2 separate regions of the Sus scrofa genome follow, and region 1 is linked to region 2. A link is a contact called in public promoter capture Hi-C data. All regions are on one chromosome and are shown on one strand. The core of a region is the stretch at or near the end of the contact, and the rest is flanking DNA. Distances in the headings are between cores, read along the strand shown.

Region 1 (6,499 bases), core at 1,861-4,360, 350 kb after region 2:
CAAAACCACTCCTAGAGAACACCAGGGCAGCAGGCAGATCCACAGCCTGAACTGGAGGGCATCGCTTAGGAGAACTGGAGGGCACCCAGGCAACACGGGCATGCCGACTCCCTCAGACATAATCATTCCATCAGTCTAAAGGTACAATCTCAGATGCAGGCACTTCGTGTTGATCTAGCACCTTCCCCTGGAAAGGACAGCAGCACAGCCCTGCAGGCTCACAGCCCTGCTCTGAGGAAGGCATATTATTAGTCCCATTTTACAAATGGAAAACTAATGAGCCCATGGTCAGTGGGCTGGAGAACCACTCTGGGTAGCAGGCTAATGCCTGGCCTTCTGGGGATTCTTGTCCACATCCTCCCCTCCAGACAAGGGAAAATAAACACAGAACTGACATCAGTTCAGAACCAATGGCTTGGGGAAGCTCGCTGACAGCCATCCCCAAGAGAGGTAGCTAGTGGGGGCAGAAATGCTTGCTTGGCTCCAGGGAGGCCTGGACCAGTCGTCTTGGGGCACAGTTTCCCCCCTGAAGTGCTGCTGGGTTGATGTAGTTTCCTCTGCCATGCATTGCTTCTTTCCTGGGCGGGATCCTGGCCTCTGACTGAGGAGTGATCCATGGAGAGTAAGGTCAAGCGTGAATGCAATGTCAATGAATGTTCCAGGCAGGGAAGCCTCAGGACAGGGTGATCTCAGGATTCTTCAGGAAGAAGGCCAGCTTCTGGGCCATGGCATCCAGCTCGCCTGAATTGGCGTACCGCAGGAGGTTGCTCTTGCGCACAAAGTAATGCTTCAGAAAGTGCTGGCTCACGCACTTGTGCAGCTTCCTCACCAGGCGCAGGAAGGCTTTGCTGAAGATGCGCCAGTCCTTTGGGTGGGGGTACTTCTCGCAAGTCCAGAAGAGCACCATCTGTGGAAGGAAGGGGTGGTGTCAGACATGGTTCCAGCTCTAAGGAGGAGAGCACCTTCAGGAACATTCCTGAGCTCCCGCAGCCTTGGAAAGAGGAGACAGGAGCCCCCGGGGTGAGCTGGTTCTGCTGCAGATTCATGATCCCTCAGGTGGGAACCTCAGCCCCATCCTGCTGGTCTCCTATGCCTCTTTGGTACTTTATTCTCTCCACTGGCATTTCCAATGATCACCACTCTCCTTAAATCTGCGATTCCCCAAACCCGGCAGATGCCTTTGCCTCCTTTCCAGGGAAAATGCCTCACACAGGCAAAGTAGCCGTTCTGCCTTCGTCAGCATCTTCCTCTCTGCATCCCAGCCTGGGTGAAGCCCTCTGCAAGGGCTGGGATCACCTCTTCCAGGAACTGTATTTTGATTTCCCTCTTCCTCGCTGGCTTCTAAATCTGTGAAAGCTCTCCTGCTCCCCAATCCCACATCTCCCTCCTGCCCCAATTTGGACCTCTGCAGATCCAGGTTTCTGCAAAGAATCATCTTAATAACTCGCCACTTCCTTTCCTCTGATTTCCTGCCTTCATCCACTCCAGTATGGATTCTTCTGCTCTCCATCCTCAAAGGCTGCTCTCCTTAAGGTCCGATGATCCCCATGCTGCCAAATCATCAGGCACTTTCCAGCCCTCACCTGACGTGACCTTTCAGCAGAATCTGGTTTTCTCATCCGCATACCCTCTCTCTTGAGCCACTCTCCCCTTAGCTTCCAAGCCATCACACTCTCTGGAGTTTCTCCATCAGTGCAGCTGCTCCTTGACGTGTTCACCCTCCTTCACCTGCCCTAAGGCTGGAGTTTTGGGGGCTTAGTCACAGGCTTTCATTTCTTTTCTTTTTTCATTTTTTATTTAAGTATAGTTGATTCACAATTTTCTTTCAATTTCAGCTGTACAGCAAAAGGAGTCATATATATACTTTTTTTTCATACTAGCTTCCATTATGTTCCAACCCAAGAGACTGGACATAGTTCCGTGTGCTATATAGCAGGACCTCATTGCTTATCCACTCTGAATGCAACAGTTTGCATTTACCAACCCCAAACTCCGTCCATCCCACTCCCTCCTGCTCCCCCTTGCAGCCCCTCTCTTCCTCTGACTTATCTTTCTTCCACTACAGTCACTTTAATCCCCACTAAATACAGATGCCTTGTCATTTTTTCCCCTCTAGTTCACACTTCTCCTCTGACCTCTTGACCTGAAAATTGCTTCGGTTCACATGAACTCATGAGCCTCCACCACATCCCTGCTGTGCTTCCGGGGTTGCTCATTGCCTGTTATGCAAGACACAAACCTAGGAGCCACCCTCTCCCTCACCGCCTCTTATCAAGTCCTGCCAATCCTCCAGCCTACGAACTTCTCCAACTCCCCCACTTATCATGACCGCCCTTATCATCCTCTCCAGCCCTCTCTGCCATCGCTGTCCCCTCAAACTGCACCCCTTCCTATCTGGTCCTATCTGTCACCACCACACCACTGCCCACGTGATCTTTTTTTTTGGGGGGGGGGGTTAGGGCCACACCCACAACGTAGGGAAGTTCCCAGGCTAGGGGTCTAATCAGAGCTACAGCTGCTGGCCTATGCCACAGACACAGCAACACCAGATCCTTAATCTACTGAGCGGGGGCCAGGGGTCGAACCCACAACCTCATGGGTCCTGGTCAGATTTGCATCCACTGGAACGCCCCCAGGTGATATTTTTGAAATGTACATCTGGCTCTGTTGCTGCTTGTCTAAAAGACTTCAGTCTTTCCATTGTTTGCTAATTAAAAAGACCACACTTAGCTTGGTTTGGTTTACAAAGTTTGCTCCCTCCCTTCCTTTCCAGCCTCAGTTCGCCCTCAGCTCTCTGAGCATCTCTCCTTCTGGCCACTCCAGCGCCTCGTTTCATGCTCTCTTCCGTCTCGGGGTCTTTCACATCCCAGTTGTGCCATCGGGGGCCTACTTCCTTCCCCAAGGAAGTTTCCTTGTCCAGAAAACTCCACTGGATCCAAGTTCCCCGTGACACCCATGAAGCAATTTCTTCATCATGAACTTCTCACGAGCTGCAGTGATGACAGTAGCGGGCGATTTCCTATGTTTTCACATGATCCCCTCCTAGATGGGAACTCCGTGTGAGCAGAGGACGGTACCTGTATGCAAGCACTGCGATGTCACCTGCATCCAGCAGAGACTGCGATGTCACCTGCATCCAGCAGAGGCACTGGCCCATGGGAGGCAGTCAATAAACATGTACCGACAGAGTGAAATCACTAATGTTTGGGTTTAGGTGTTGAGTATTTTAAAATAGAGTCTTTTACTAAAAAGTAAAAAGAGCAGTTTTAGGTTCACAGCAAGAGGCAGGATTTAGACTCTATTGCTTTGAGTAAATGAGCTGGAGATAATTTGAGGCTAGTCGAGATAACCTAGGTACAGAAACAGGTTTTAATTCCTCTTGTAGTTAAGCTTTTATCTCCCTAAGCAAACAGAAGCAGTTAAGCCTATTATAAGCAAGCCTCTGTGGCTTTGAGCAGCAAGGGGGTTAGGAACAAATAAGCCAAGGAAAGATAAGCTCCAGCTTCACAGGCAATCGCTTTGGGGAGGAGCCTCTGGGGGAGGAGGTGAAGACTTCAAGTGAGGTGACCGTGACCGGCACAGCCTTCTGGGTGCTGTTTTGCAACCCAGACGCTTCCACTTTCCCCAGATTGAAGCCTTGGCAAGGATCCCGCACAGACAAGCCACCATTCAGGATGGTGTCTGGCAGGACAGTGCCATCAAGCCACGTCATCCCAGTGCCTCCATGTGGGAGAATTCCGCCCTTGGACCAAGGGTGGAAGACGAGAGGAAAAGGCAATCAGTACGGTTTCATTTTCGCCACAAACAACCCCCTTTTAACTGTCCATTCTTGAGAATGCACAATTTTATCGTGCCATGTAGGTGGGGTAGGGAAGGACTCCAACAGAGGGCCTTTAAGGAGCTGCCCTGAAATGATGATTTAGAAACCACTGGAATACAAGTAACTCCCAGGTGGAATACCGTTCTGAGAACAGTGAAGGGCTGGGGGGCCCATGGTGGTCCTACTCCATCTTGCCTAAAACACCCATGGCTCCTTACCACCCATCCTGGTGTTGGAGCGCTGAAATCAGTGGTTAGTTAAGGGTGTGGATGTGGCTATAAGACAGACTGGACATTCCTTCCAGCTCTGTCTCTTCCCAGGGTGGCGCATGGAAAGGCAAGTAAGAAAGAAGCGAAACCCCCTAATGATTTAGACTGTCTTCAGAGAGTACGTGTCCTGGATCCAGGAGAATAGATGTGCATTTTTAAAGGGGACAAGCCTGAGGACACATCGGGAATGTTGAAACTGAAGAGAAAGGCCCGAGTTTGTGCAAATGAGATGTTCACAGATGCTCGGGCAAATCAGGGTGAACCAGTCATCAGAACAGATAAGAAAGCAAAGCAAAGACTAGCAATGTGGGGGAGGGAGAAATTAAATAAAATGTGAAGTCATTCATTCATATGGTTAGCATATGTTTACTGAACAACTACTATGTACCAAGCATTGGGAGAGATATGAAGGGTTCGGTAGTAGTTGGCCTTAAATAGCTTGGGTTAGAGCTGGAAGAGTAACACAGGGCTGGATAATAGTTGTCCACTGTCTGAGACATGGCACAGGGTGGCGCATGTAAGGAAGGCACCACACACCCCAAGGACCTGTGCTCACCTGTGTAGGTCAGGCGGAGGGCTGAAGCCCCAGGATGGATACTAGCTAAGCTAGGACTGAGCTGTAAGAGTCTGATACCTTCCAACCCGAGCATGCTGCACGCAGTTTTACCATGATCATCCAGTTCACCATACGCGGCCAGAAATTTGAGAAGGAGGAGCTGAGTGTGTGATCAAAGAGGGAACTCCCGACCCCCCAGTCCAGGTCCTGTTCTGCTGCCCTGCGCCCTCCTAGAGCAATGTTCCTTTTCTCCCCAAGCATTCCCCACGTGGCACAATTCCAGGTATGCCCGCAGGAGTGTTTGCTAGACTGTATTCCCCACAAGAGCAGGAATCACATCGATTTGCTCACCCGGTACCTCCAGGTGTAGAGTACACAGCAGGTGTGGGAGCAAGTGACTGACGCACAGGGATCTCAGCCTTTGCCGAGCAAGTGAGTGAATGAATGCATTCGTGGCTGTATGATGCAAAATCCTCCCCTGGGAAGATCCTGTGTGGCTCAGTGTGTTACGAGCCTGACTAGTATCCATGAGGATGCAGGTTCGATCCTGGCTTCGCTCAGTGGGTAAAGGATTTGGCACTGCCTTGAGCTGTGGTGTAGGTCGCAGACACGTTTCAGATCCCGCGTTGCTGTGGCTGTGGCATAGGCTGGTGGCTACAGCTCTGATTCGACCCCTAGCCTGGGAACCTCCATATGCTGTGGGTGCAGCCCTAAAAAAAAGGAAAAGAAAAAAGAAAAAAAAAAAAAAACCCATGCTTGATGATTTGCAGCCCAGAAGTTCAGGTGTGCTGCCAGGTTCATGGGGTAACCCCAACATGTCCTGGTTTCCCCCTTCCCACAGAGGTGTGTGTGTGTGTGTGTGTGTGTGTGTGTGTGTGTGTGTGTGTGTGTGTGTACACGCCTGCGCATGAGTGGCTGCGCTTGGACTAGAGTAGGGGCTGAGTCCTGAGTCCTGTTAACATGAGGGAAAACATGAATCCATCTGGGTTTGAGCACAAGATTTCACCAGACTGTGGATTTCTTGGGGCGGAGACCACAAGCGGTAATTCCTTTCTGAACCTCAGCGGGTTTCAGGCACACAGTGGGCACTTGTGTTGGTTTGCTGAGTGACATAAAAGGAGGGCAGAGAGAGAGAGAGAGAGAGAGAAGGCAGAAAGAGAAAAAGAAGCAGGACTGGAAGAGGACGGGAGGCGGCGGAGGACAGGACCGCACGGCGGGGCTGCACAGCTCCCATAACGCCTAGTACTTGGGGGGATGGCACGTGTGGACACCAGCACCCCTCCTACTCATCCCACACACGCAGGCACATTCCAAGTGGCTCTAGGGCGTGGCCCTACAGAGGCAGCAGAGGGACCCACCAGCTGCAGCCACCCTGGGCCTCAATGCCAGGTCGTGCACTCACCTGCAGGTGGTGGGAGGTGATCACAGGCCTCTTCCCCGGGCACCAGACATCCTCCTTCATCTGCCTCAGGGCTTGAAAGCACTTCCTGCGGCAGCCCCCGTCCTCATCCAGCTGCTCCAGCAGCACCTGCTCGGCCCGCAAGAAGCTCAGCTGCCAGTGATAGTTTGAACAGGCCAACAGGCTAAACCCAAAGGACTGGGGGGAAGAGAAAAACAGCGGGAAATGAGAAGGATGCTGCTGGTCAAGGAACGCCACCTCCCAAGCAGTCTACGGGGGTGGGGAAGGGGGGACTACAGGGGGACCTGCCACTGGGCAGACGGCATATCCCACGTGGGGGCATGGAGGGAGCCTCAGAGCCATTCCTCCACACGTGGGCAACTAACTGGGGAGGCCGTGTCCACTTTCTCTCTGGCAGTGGTTCTCCAGCTCGAGCCTGGGCCCAGAATCACCTG
Region 2 (7,250 bases), core at 1,695-4,194:
TAAAGAGCCAGAGAGAACAACCACCTGTCTGAGTTTTCTGTGTTTCTCTACTTAAAGGAAATTGAAAATTAACCAGTACGTGTTTATGAGCAGCAGCTCCGTGTTTTTTGTTTCTGAGCGGCTCAGGGCTGCCCCCGAGGCGGTTGTCCATGCCCTTGAGGAGTTGAGCATCACTGCGAGTTGACACATGCATGTGCAAAGTTTGAAGAGCTGCACTATTTCTAGGTGAGGGCTGAGCACAGGCTGAGCGGGTTAGAGGGCAAGAGAGAAAGGGGGAGAAGCCTCTTGGAACTGCCTGCTCGGGAAATCTTTGGGGGAAAGTGGACTCTGCAGGGGTCTTAAACAGATGGAGAGAAAGCAGTCAGAACAAAGCTGTGTTTGGAAGGCGGTGGAGAGACTCAGCTTTCAGAAGCATCCAGTCCGTGGCTGCTTCGACTCGTCTCAGAGGAAATGTTGACAAAAATAACCAATAATCAGTAAGCATAGAAGAGGAGTTCCCATCATGGCGCAGTGGTTAACGGATCCGACTAGGAACCATGAGGTTGCAGGTTCGATCCCTGGCCTCGCTCAGTGGGTTAAGGATCCAGTGTTGCCGTGAGCTGTGGTGTAGGTTACGGATGTGGCTGATCCCTTGTTGCTGTGGCTGTGGCGTTGGCCCGCACCTGTAGCTCTGATTTGACCCCTAGCCTGGGAGTGTCCATATGCCACAGGTGTAGCCCCCCCCCCTCCAAAAAAAAATTCTTTACATCTGGTCACCGTGTCCTTGTATGTTTGAGAGGCCACAAAAAATTCACGTTAAATCACATACAAGCCCGAATGGCTTCCCCACACCTCAAGAGGAACATTTATTTTATCAGAAGGCTGGGCACCTGCAGGGAAGGACCCCCTTTTCTGGCATTGGCAGTACCCTTCAATGTCAACCGAGACCCAGGTTTGACTCTTGGGTCTGCCATTTAGGGGCTGGCGGGGCCTGGCCAAACGCCTCAACATCTGTGCGCCTACATTTCCTCATCTGTAAAAGGGGAGCAGTGGTGCTGCTTATCCCAAAGTGTGTTGGGGGGATGGAGCCGAATGTGACAACAGGTCAAGCATCCAGCACGTAGCAGGGCTCTAGGAAGGCAGGTCCCTTGCTTTCCTGGCCCACTGAGAACGCGCCGCATTTGAGACTGGAGGAGGCAAACATTCCAGAAGTCCTCTAAATGCCCTTGCAGGGGTAAATACACAGATTGATCAGCGGGGAAAAATACATTCTCTCCCAGCCTGTGGGGTGAGTGGACCATGCACGCTCGTCTCCGGATGTTTGACTTCCTGAAGCTTCCTCGAACAATGCCATCCCTGTCTCGGCCCTGCTGGCGAGCAGTCCCATGAGAGCCAGGTCCTTGTCACATGTCCTTTTCCTGGAGTGAGTCACTCGAGAATTGGGCTGTAGTCATAACCTTCACCAGCTCAGGGAGGTGAAAGCGGGTCGGAATGAAGGCAAGCACAGTCCCTTCCGTCGTGTTTTGGCCCAGGCCTCAACTGGGCGACTCAGAAAAGTAGGGTCACACCATGAATGAGATAAACTGAGCGGGCCCCCTTGGAGTCCACAAACAAAAGGCCTTTCAACAGCCTGTGGCCCCAAGTCTTATCTACTGCAAGAAAATCTAGCCAGTCACCATCTGGCGTGAGAATGGGTGACCCTAACGAGACTTCTCAGCCCCAACAGAAATTGGAAAAGCCATTAAAATTCTTTTTCTTTTCAAACTGGAGTAGAGTGGCTTGACAACGTTGTGTGAGTTTCTGGTGTACAGCACTGCGATTCAGTTATACACATGCGTTCTTTTCCATGTGCTTTTCCCACTATGGGTTATTAACTGGATACTGAAAGTTGTTCACTGTGCAGTACGGTAGGTCTTTATTGGTTATTTATTTTACATATAGTAGTTTTTAAGGATAAGCCATTTTTATTTTTTCCCAAGGAAAAAGTATGACAGTGGACAGAGGAGGGGAAAATCTAAATAATGGATAGAAAGATGTATAGAATTAAATTTTTTTTTTTTTTTGCATTTTAGGGCCATACCTGCAGTATATGGAGGTTCCCAGGCTAGGGGTCGAATGGGAGCTACACCTGCTGGCCTGCACCACAGCCACAGCCACAGCCACGCAGGATCTGAGCCACATCTGCAACCTATACCACAGCTCCTGGCAACGCTGGATCCTTAACCCACTGAGTGAGGCCAGGGATTGAACCCTCAACCTCCTGGTTCCTAGTCGGATGAGTTTCCCTTGTGCTACAATGGGAACTCCTAGAATTTAAACTTTGGAAATTGACAGCATGTTTTTCTTCTTTGGTTGCAGAAGCATACAATAATTTTATGATGGCCAGGATAAAAATAAACACACAGCTCTCCATGCAGCCGCTATGACCTTATATTTTCCAAAACTTGATGTAGCCTTGGGAATTGATGGTCTTTATCTGGACAGCTTCTGTGGTAGAGCAGAAAAATAACGGGCAGGGAACTGGGCCAGCCTAAGTGCCACGACACCCTGGTCATGAGACCCTGGGCAAAAGCCTCCTTGCTGCTCTGGGGCTGAGGTTCCTCAACTGAAAGAGGAAAGGTTTATCTAGGTAATTTAGTTTCCTTTTAACCCCGCCCCCCAAGCTTTGATTTTCATGCCTCCTCACATTTTGATCCTTAAAACAAACAAAAAAGGGAGGCCAGCCATCCTTACCAGCCCCACTCCATTCCCTCACACAGACCCTTTTGTGGAAGGGGGACCCACATTTGTCAACTCAGATGGAGCCCAATTCAGATGGGCCATTGCGTGAGCTCTTCGAATTCATGCCCAGTCCCCAGGTGCACCTCTTCCTTGGAGCCGTAGCCCGCTCTGCAGCTCAGTCCTGCCCTTTGAACTTAGATTTGAATCCTGCCCTTTCTGAACTTACACACTAGCTAGAAATCCATTTACAGATCTTCCGCCCTTTGGCCAGTGTCCACTGTTTGCGTCTTTAATGCTTTTCCATTCAGGTGCTCCCTTATCACCTTGTGTCTCTGTTCCAGGGGACACCGTGCCCTATAACTGTAGGGAACAAGTACAGATGAATAGCCAAAAGTCAGGCTGATGTCAACATTTAGCTGCTAGGGCGTTCCCATTGTGCTTCAGCAGGTTAAGAATCCAACATAGAGTCCATGAGGATGCGGGTTTAATCCCTGGCCTCCCTCAGTGGGTTAAGGATATGGCATTCCTGCAAGCTGTGGCGTAGGTCACAAATGCGGCTTGGATCGGGCATGGCTGTGGCTGTTTCGTAGGCTGGTAGCCTGGAGACTTCCATATGCCATGGGTGTGGCCCTAAAAAAGGTTGGGGGGGAGGTCAAAATTTAGCTCTTGGGGAGGATGGAGGGACCAATCCCCACCCCCTAACTCTGTGGAGGACACCTAGAGGTGAAACTGGTTTTAGTAGGGTGATGGCAGGGTCAGTCGTGAGTTGTGATTCTAATCAATAACTGATAACGTTGCACATGCATTGAGCACCGTGTGCCTGGCCATGTGCTAAGCGTTTAACCACGTCATCTCACAACTACCATTTGAGGTAGAAGCTAATATTACCCCCACTTGAGAGAGAGAAACTGGGAGTTAGAGGTGAAGCCATTTGCTTACTGTCCTATAGTTAGCAAGCAGAAGAGCTGTCACTTGAATCCAGGTGTTTCTGATGCCAGGGCCATCAGCTATTAAATAGTTGTTCTTAGTTTAAAAAAAAGTGTTCCCTACAAGCTCCCTCCTTTCAGAATATACCTCTTCTCTCTGACACTGATTCCATCCTTGGTGATTTATCTGAGAAAACCTGATGCTGATGCTTTCTCTCTCCCAGGTGACAATATTTGAAATGTGGTGGGAGCTTTGCAGGGACATGCTGACAAATCCACTGGGGCGGGTAGGATGGGGAGAGCTCTAATGTGTAGCATTTGCCAATTTCCATGGTGTAAATGCTCCCAGCGTGATCAATTTCAAGCTGTTATGGCAGCATGTAAAATTCCTGAATATTTAATCATTGACTTCTGTGCAGCTCTTTCCAGCACACCCCTGGGGCCCAGAGGATTGTATTGTAGCTAAAAGAGTGCTCATGTTAGCTGGGAATTCTCGGCATCCAGGGCCCGACTGAGAGAGGGCAGCCCCTGGGGGTGGGGGCTTCCAGTGCTCTTTGAGGGGGTCCTCGGATGCTTCTCCCTAGAGGTCTGGCCCTGGGTGCTCTGGGAGACCTTGCTGTGCCCTGTGCTCAGCAACCCCTGGGCTCATATATTACCAACTCTCTGAGGCTTTAGTTCACCACCTCAAAATAGCCTCTGTGGCCAGCAGGTGGCAGCACACACTTGTTCAACCCTCAGCGCCCAAACAAAACGAGGAGCCTTTGTTCTGAGCCAGAGGCGGTGTCACCAAGAGAAAGGCCCACAAGGGCAAACTGATCGCCTGTCCTTAGCTGACCTTGGCCTACGGAGTCAGTGGACAGCCTCCTGCAGCTTGATATAGTGAGAGCAACCTTAGCAAACGACAGAGAGAGCCCAGTCTCAGCACCACTGCCTGTCCATCCTGATGGCTTAGGCTTGGCCTGGGGTGGCATCATGGAAACAGACACCTGCCGGGGAGTTCCTATCCTGGCTCAGTGGAAATGAAGCTGACTAGTATCCTTGAGGACACAGGTTCGATCCTGTCCTCACTCAGTGGGTTAAGGATCTGGTGTTGCCGTGAGCTGTGGTGTAGGCCAGCAGCTACAGCTCTGATTTGACCCCTAACCTAGGAACCTCCATATGCTGTGGGTGGGGCCCTAAAAAGAGACAAATAAAAGAAAGAAACAGGCACTGGGGTCTTTTCAGAAAGGGGGCTGAGTGCTGAGAAGGTGTTTCTGGTTCTAAGAGGGACCTACTCCTAGGTGCCACTGGCCACGAGCCACGCTGTGCTGTGACTTAGCCACTTGACTTTACTGGATGGTCAGCTCCTACTAGGGTGACCAGCTGTCCCAGTTTGCCTGGGCCTGTCCTGGGTTTAGTACTGAAAGTCTTGTGTCCTGGGAAACCCCCAGTCCCCCAAATAGGACTGTGGGCCGCTTTAGCTCCCAGGCCCAGTCCTTGCAGGATGCCTACCTAGCACACAGTGGGTGCTTCCTATTGTGGTTGCTGCTGCACAATGGTCCCGAAGGAGCAGGGCAGTCAAGTGGGATCCCGAGGACTGACCAAATCCAACAGACAGAATTTGATTTAATTTCATTTTTAAAACCTGCCCCTGGAGTTCCCATTGTGGCACGGTGGAAACGAATCTGACTAGGAACCATGAGGTTGCAGGTTCGGTCCCTGGCCTTGCTCAGCGGGTTAAGGATCCCACGTTGCTGTGGCTGTGGTGTAGGCCAGCAGCTGTAGCTCTGATTGGACCCCTGGCCTGGGAGCCTCCATATGCCGCAGATGTGGTCCTAAAAAGCAAAACCAAAACAAAACAAAAAACCCCCCTGCTCCTTTTGCTTTTTATCAGAGGAAAAGGCTGGCATGCTTTAGGGGGAAGCTCCAGAAAGTCCCTTTTTTCCCCCTCTTTCTCTCCGTTTTTGACCCTCCATCCCAGTTTCCCCTCCCCCACCCCCAATGCAGCACATATTGCACCTGGTCCAGGGCCCTCCCAGAGTCCACAACAGGGAACTCAGTGTTCCAGGGGAGGGTGGTGCCGCTTCTGCGGAAGGTGGAAGGGCTGGTGAGGCTGGCAGGCCAGGGGAGGGGTGAGGCAGGCAGAGGCTTTTCCACCCTAGACCTGGGGGTGACAGCTGCCCCAGGGAGCCCGGGGTTCCCTGGAAGCCCCGTCCTGCCCCCTCAACTCCAGGCAGGACCATGGGCATTCTTCATGGCGATGTGGCTTATCTGCTTCATCACTGTCGAATCCTTTAGATGGTTCACTTCTACTCCAAATGCCTAGCTCAGCAGGTCGGGCTCAGCAAACACTAACCTGCCCAGAAAGCTTTGCTTAAAGCAGTGTAAGAACCTTGCAGATTCTTCTTCCCTGCTCTGGACTTTGGGATAAAGGGCAAACCTCTCACCGTGGGCTCCAAGCTCTGCACAGATGAGTCTTTGTTGACTCTCCAACCTTACCTTGTGCCGCTTTCCCCAGCCCTCAGGGTCCCGGTCACCTTGGCCGTCCGCCAGTCCCTAGAAATGCCACGTTCTGTCCTGTCTCAGTCTTCACTCAGGCTGCCCCCTCTGCCTGGATCAGAACAGCAGGTGGGAGCTGGCTCAGATGGGGTGGTCCTAGGACCTACTGTGGGAGGGTGAAATTGCAGCTTTTACGGGGGAGGATGCAGAAGGGTCACCTTCTCAGGAGGGATGGACGTAAGGACACTTTTGGTGTGGCAGGTAGCAGCTCTTCTCCTGTCACCTGGCTAGGAAGGAGCTATCGGTGCTGAGAAATACAGACTTCCGGGGTTTTGGTTTCCAATTTTCTGAATAACCCACTGCTCCTCGTCAAAATCAATCATTCTCGGCAGGCACACATTTATATTCCACTGGTGACAAATTAATGCAGGCATAGCCCCATTCTAGGTAAAAATTGACCATGCAGGTGAAATCCTGCTGACGCCCGTCTCCCGGCCAACATTTGGATTTGCTGGCGCCTGAATTAACCCCGGGGATGCCAGAGGGACTCTTAGGTCTTGGTGGTGGTTATTAATAAGCGTCATCGTTCACCTTAAAGAACAGAGGGCAGGAGTTTGAGTTCTTTTCAGCCAGAAGAAATGCTAGGTGTGTAACGTGGAGTTAGCCAGGTAAGCCACATCCTAGGCAGAGTGCACAGCAACTCTGCTTCCTAAGGGAGGGGAATCTTCAAATCTCCAAAGTTTTGAGGGGGCGCTGAGAGCCTTTATTGGTGCCAGAGGAAGGACTCCCTTCATCTCTAGGGCTAGAGGATCCTGACTTCCACAGCGATTGGCACTCAGCGTAGGGCACGTGAAGAATCCCTGGAAAGATGCAGGCAGGGAGGAGATGCTGGTGCCAGCTCCTCGCTGACCCTTTATGGAGCCGTGAGATGATGCCCATGGGAACTGGTGTGCCCTGTCCGTCTATGGAGCAGCCACCTTTGGGATCCCAGGGGGTGGGCTGGTCCCTTGGGTTTAAGCAGCCTTTATTCTTTTCAAGGAGCCAGAGTCTACCACTGTTTCCCTTCTAAGCTAGCTCCTGCCGCGTTCCCTGTCACCGCAGCTCTTTGACAGAAGTGGGAGCCAGGTTGGAAAGGGAGAAATCCAC

What was found. Promoter capture Hi-C pulls out the DNA fragments that hold promoters and counts their contacts.
Region 1: a contact with region 2 is called in a promoter capture Hi-C map of liver, with 10 times the contacts expected there. A contact is called at or near these places in 4 of 5 promoter capture datasets (fetal liver, fetal skeletal muscle, liver and 1 more), 32 of 47 Hi-C or Micro-C datasets (adipose tissue, alveolar macrophages, blood and 15 more) and 2 of 2 datasets of targeted methods (alveolar macrophages and skeletal muscle).

What each region holds. Positions count from the first base shown.
Region 1 is chr4:104,600,146-104,606,644 of Sscrofa11.1, forward strand. It overlaps MAB21L3 (protein mab-21-like 3), which reads right to left. Exons shown (of 9, transcript XR_002343480.1): 6 at 6,048-6,242. The region is part of intron 1 of LOC102165891 (a long non-coding RNA gene); the gene reads left to right. Among named protein-coding and RNA genes, the nearest start is that of MAB21L3, 23 kb to the right of the region's middle.
Region 2 is chr4:104,252,232-104,259,481 of Sscrofa11.1, forward strand. LOC110260339 (a long non-coding RNA gene) reads right to left here and starts at 6,580. Exons shown (of 2, transcript XR_002343473.1): 1 at 6,105-6,580. LOC110260338 (a long non-coding RNA gene) reads left to right here and starts at 6,606. Exons shown (of 5, transcript XR_002343472.1): 1 at 6,606-6,772.